2 separate regions of the Mus musculus genome follow, and region 1 is linked to region 2. The links are chromatin contacts, called in public Hi-C maps. All regions are on one chromosome and are shown on one strand. The core of a region is the stretch at or near the end of the contact, and the rest is flanking DNA. Distances in the headings are between cores, read along the strand shown.

Evidence for each region. Hi-C and Micro-C count contacts between places; a contact is called where the count stands out from the background.
Region 1: a contact with region 2 is called in a Hi-C map of uterus, with 1.7 times the contacts expected there. The contact joins the enhancer-like site here to the promoter of Rhobtb3 in region 2. A contact is called at or near these places in 11 of 484 Hi-C or Micro-C datasets (the N1E-115 cell line, adipose-derived mesenchymal stem cells, cortical neurons and 7 more), 3 of 115 datasets of contacts at active chromatin or transcription factors (the NIH/3T3 cell line, embryonic stem cells and fibro-adipogenic progenitors) and 2 of 9 other capture datasets (adipose tissue and pancreatic islet).

What each region holds. Positions count from the first base shown.
Region 1 is chr13:75,991,540-75,994,239 of GRCm38.p6, reverse strand. It overlaps Spata9 (spermatogenesis associated 9), which reads right to left. Exons shown (of 5, transcript NM_029343.3): 4 at 1,131-1,226. Among named protein-coding and RNA genes, the nearest start is that of Spata9, 25 kb to the right of the region's middle. Within about 2 kb of position 1,354, at least 79 of the 459 cell types and tissues checked have an H3K27ac peak or open chromatin away from gene starts, as enhancers often do. A contact at or near this core is called in the N1E-115 cell line, adipose tissue, pancreatic islet and 2 more, where this site is marked.
Region 2 is chr13:75,942,404-75,945,103 of GRCm38.p6, reverse strand. Rhobtb3 (Rho-related BTB domain containing 3) reads left to right here and starts at 1,280. Exons shown (of 12, transcript NM_028493.2): 1 at 1,280-1,573; 2 at 1,672-1,897. The coding sequence starts at 1,572.

The sequences.
Region 1 (2,700 bases), core at 105-2,604, 49 kb before region 2:
TAGCTTTTTTCTTTTTCTTTCCTCAGAATATAAATTGTTGTACTGACTCTTCCTACTTGCATAGTCATGCAAAGAATGTTTCTGTTCGACCATCTTCCTACAGAAGGCATCAATGCAGTGCTTTGAAGGTAGATTCCTACAGAAGGCATCAATGCAGTGCTTTGAAGGTAGATTCCTACAGAAGGCATCAATGCAGTGCTTTGAAGGCAGATTCCTACAGAAGGCATCAATGCAGTGCTTTGAAGGTAGATTCCTACAGAAGGCATCAATGCAGTGCTTTGAAGGTAGATTCGGTTCTGGTTTTCTTGAAAGGATAACAGCAAAGGGTTGAGGCCTCCGGCTGCTCTCCTGCCTCCTGTCCCTCCTGCTCCTCACTGTAAAACACAGCAACACACATGCTCCCTTTGTTCCCTTCAGTTTTGATTCTGACTTCTCTACCTCTTGCTTGCTGGGATTATAGGCTTGCACAACCATGCCTGATTCATATATTCATATATACACGGCTTGAAACCAAACCTAAGGCTTTTGTGCACAACTAAGCAAGAACACTACTGAGCTGCATTATATTCCAAGGCCTCCCTGACCAGTCTAGAAGCAGCTAGTCAACTTATACACACACACTAACACACACACACACACACACACACACACACACACACACACACACACAGAGAGAGAGAGAGAGAGAGAGAGAGAGAGAGAGAGAGAGAGAGAGAGAGAGAGAGAAACCAGCTGTTTGGATTTTAATTTGGATTGCATCAAATTTATAGGTTGTGGGAAAAAATTAGTAGTATTACATGTTGTAATATGATAAAAGTTAAAAAATGCATAACAACTATGATGAAATCATAAAACTTGTTAAGAGAAATTTCAAAAGGTCAAAGTAAACAAAGGATATGTCATGATCATAGATTAGAAGAATTTACTCTACCAGTTGTAAAGACGTTTTTATGAAGGTCCAGTGATTCACAGTAAAACTGAATAGACAAAGCAGCTAGACATAGAGAGTTTATAAACAACCCTACATACAAAGAAACAGTAAAGTTCCTGATAAGGAAGGGTAGATACAGTGCTGTCTTCAAAACAAGGCATGAAATGCATTTATTTCTACAATCTAGCAGTTAACTTACCAAATAAATTAGTGCTGCATAAGAAGCATACATTATGCTAGTTAAAGCAGTTTTTGCTGGGAAAGAAATGATTTCAAACAAAGAACCCCTTTTCATCTGCAAAAACAAAGAGAAAGTTCATTAAAATGAAAATTTCAAGGTTTCAATATTAGTTCCTGTTTCTCCTCTTACAAGACGCTTCCTTTAACTAATAAAAACGTGTGACAACTCTACACAAATCTGAAGTCTATTTCTGAAACCGGAACTATTTCACTGTTTAGCTGTGAAGCGTGCTTGCTAGGAGGTGCTCCCTAAATATTAGAAACGTTCGTTGCCTTTTTCTAATCCTCATGTAATCATTCTTTACTAAATTATTCACAACCTCAATTAAGCCAACAGCAATCAAAATACTAAGCATTTCCTGGAGATTAATGACCTGCTTGGAAATGTTAATCATGGGTCTGCTGCAGGCAGTCCTGACCTTAGATGATCATTAAGCTGCAGGCAAGCCTCTGCTCATACCCAGCCTGCTGCCCTGAAGGGTTTATGCTAATAATGAATTTGCCTCTCTGGTTTCTGGTAGCAGATGTTACCTTAAACGTATTGGTATAACATATTCAGGTTAAGGGGCTCATTCCTATGAGCCACTTCTGTTGCTTTGAACAGGCTATGAAATGAGGGCCTTCGAATAATTATTTCCTTCCCTCCAGCAGTAAATTGGCAGTTAGCCATGCTCCTCTGAAGTAAGAGCCAAGCCACATAGCAGCTTCAGTGACTGTCCAATGACAGGGCTGTAACTAATAAAGTCATAAAAATGCACAGTGGATAGTGCACACATGCTAAGATCAGTGTGTGCATTGCCCTTAAAATTACTTATAATGCTGAGATTGGAGCTTCAGCTCAATGGGAGAGTGGTCGCCTGGTATGCACCAGTTTTGAGTTATTCCCAGCATCACAAAAACAAAACAAAACAAAACAAAATTATCCACACATAGGAGCATGTGTTCCAGCTATTTGAGGGCTGAGGCAGGAGGATTTCTTCAGCATAGCAATTTGATGTCAGCCTGAGCAGTATAGGAAGATCTCATTTTGCAAAGTTTATTTACACTATCTTCCTCTCCTCTCCCCTCCCCTAAAAAAAGCCAAAATAATTACTGATAGCGGAAAGGTTAGGAAATGAAATCTAACCAATAATATATCCTGAAACCTTTACAAACATGCTTCTGAAGTGTATAACATTTTATTGAATAAACACTTCATTCTGCTACAGGTGTCATGCTGCTTGCTTTGTAAGCTGGTGTGGCAGTACAGGCTGATTGTCACAGCTACTCAGACCAGCCTGGAAGGAACAGAACATTAGCTCAAATAAAACAGCAAGAAAGCCAAATATATGCTTTATAAACGCTCAGTTTTATCCTTAAAACCACCTCATAAAGGTGGCATTTTGTTTTTTTCCATTCCACCGAGAGCCAGGGGAAAGGAAACAGCATAGCTGCTAAAAGTAAAGTTAGGCTCCAGCAAGAAATCACATCCCAGGGCTAACCTCTAATCAGACCAGTGGGCTCTGCTGCTGGAAGGCTCTGCTCATCCG
Region 2 (2,700 bases), core at 31-2,530:
TCTTTCAGGATGGTTATTTCCAGAAACTACAAAACATTGTACTTGGACACAAAGGAAAAAATTTATTTATTTATTTATTTATTTATTTATTTATTTATTTAGGACTGGGTCTCACTATGTAACTGGCTCTTCTGGAGCTCACGATATAGCCTGGGCTGGTTTTGTTTTTGTTTGGTTTTGTCTTTACTAGTGACTCTAATTACAGCTATTTGGGAGGCTGAGGAGGGAAGACCTATCTCAAAGAACAGAGAGGACTAAGTAAACTACATAGAGAACGCCCCCTGCCCTGCCCTGTCTATGGACAGGAAGCTAATTCTGTCTCAGCTGAGCAATACTGATTCCTAATAAACAGTTGTGGCCATCTCCCAGCTTCTTGTTTTCCTCAGTCTTCCCAGGACCTTTTAAACATCTAGTTCTCAAAACAGGTCCACTTAACAGAGAAAACAAGCCCAATTTCAAAGCAGAGCAAATAATCAAAAAGATAAACAAGAACTCTTAACTGTGTGTGAGATGCTTGTGAGAATTTTAATATTTATGAGGGAGCCCCAGAGTAGCCTTTGGCCTGTCCTAGTATTAGCAGTCCTCATGGTGTTTTATACTGGAGGTAGTCTGAGGCCCTTTTGGGGCCTCCACAAGCTTTACTTCTGTGTGTCATCACGAAAGAATCTAAAATATCCTTACATTAACATGATCCTTCTTTTTCAGTGAGCTATTATTAAATAATGTAACTGGAATGTGTACTGAAAAAAATCCAAGTAAACTGCTACAACTTTCTTTTTTTTTTTTTTCTTTTTTTTTTAAACCACACACATTAAAAATCCCAACACTTCAAATTCCACAATCTTGGTTAAAATATGCCAAATATAGCTTGCAATAGTAAATGACCTTTCCAAAGTGGCACCCGCAAATTAATTGGTGCGTGAACAAAGAACCTTTTCTGCAGCTGCATGAATGTTGCCTTTTTTTTTTTTCCTTCTTCACAAGTACGATTTTACAAAACAGCCAAAGCGCATGTTGTAAATTGACAAAACGATAACACACTTTCTGCGAAGGCTGGGGTGGGTACGGGACCGCGGGGTGGGCAGGGGGCTGCCTCCTGGCTGGGCTCTCTTCTGGTCCCCGGCGGGGGCCAGGCCGCCCCTCCCCCGCTCCCGGCTCAGGTTTCAGCCTTCCGAGTTGAGGAAACTTGCTGCAGGCGGATTGGCGGCGAGCTGCTCCCGGGCTCCGGCGTCGTCCCCGCGCCCACCGCTCCTTTGTGTCCCGCGGCCTCGGCCAGCAGCCAGCTCCCCCGCGCGCCGGACTCTCGGGGCGACACGTGCGGGCCTCCGGCCCCGCCGAGCGGAGGCGGAGCCCGGGCGGAGGCGCGGCGGCCAGGAGCGGCGACCAGGGACCGCAGCGCTGCCAGCGCCCGGCCGGCCGCTCACTCCCGGCCCGCTCCTCTGCGTCGGTAGCGCCGCGTCGTAGGAGCGGGAGGGCCGCGGCCGGGGATGAGCTGACTGCAGTGAGAGCGTCGCCCGGGCCCCCGCCAGGCCGCCCGCTGCCATCTCCGCGCCGCCCTGCCAGCCGCGATCATGTACGTACGCGTCGCCGTTCTGCCACGGTCTGGGTCCGGGACGTGCCACGCGCCCTGGCTGTACCCACCCGCTCACCGCGCCCCTCTCGGCCCCGCAGGTCCATCCACATCGTGGCGTTGGGGAACGAGGGCGACACGTTCCACCAGGACAACCGGCCGTCGGGGCTCATCCGCACATACCTGGGAAGAAGCCCGCTGGTGTCGGGGGACGAGAGTAGCTTGTTGCTGAACGCGGCCAGCACGGTCGCGCGCCCGGTGTTCACTGAGTACCAGGCCAGTGCGTTCGGGAACGTCAAGCTGGTGGTGCACGACTGTCCCGTCTGGGTAAGGGGCAGTGGCTGCGCGGTGCCCAGGAGGAAGGAGCTTGCCTTTTTGGATCCCTCCTCCCCTTGTTTCTTAATTTCCTGATTGCCTGGAGAGTTTTTTTAGTTTGTTTTTGTGTTTTTACATTTTTTGGCAAATCCCATCCTTTGTTACAATTTGGAGGTGGTGGGGGCAGCCCAGTCACGTCTGTAAGGTAAAATGGCCCCAGGGCAATATAGAGCCGTTACTGTGTTTCAAGACTTGTTCTTTAGTGGATGGACAGCTGACAGTTGAATGTGCCAACCCCAAACAGGGTCGCGAAGTTCCACTGGCCAAGAGTCATGTTTTCATGTCCACCTCGTGGAGGATAGGGAGATGTGTTCTATAAATACTGCCCTTTACAGCTCAACGTAGGCAAAAATACTCTAGACAGGGACAGGTCAAAAATAGTATGGGAACAAGGGAAAAAAGAATGGGATTTGAGAACTAATTTTAAATGGCTTATTTGTTGATTATTAACCTCTGAAAAGACTAGTTTTTAATAGTGCTAATGCTCATATATTAGCCTTTTGTTTTAGTGGTTAATAAATTGGAAATACCACTAAGAACTTAAATAAATCTTCATGTTTATGATAGTTGAATAAAATAAGTCTTAGCTTGTCTCTTGAGTAGCTTGACTCTGAAGTGTTTGATAAAAGGACAAAGAAGACAGCTCCCTGACTTACAAATATCTTCATAACACAGTAGCACTATGTATTTCAAGTGTCTTCATTTAATTTTAAATCTGTGATTTCTTGCTGATATTGTAGTTATATATTTTTCAG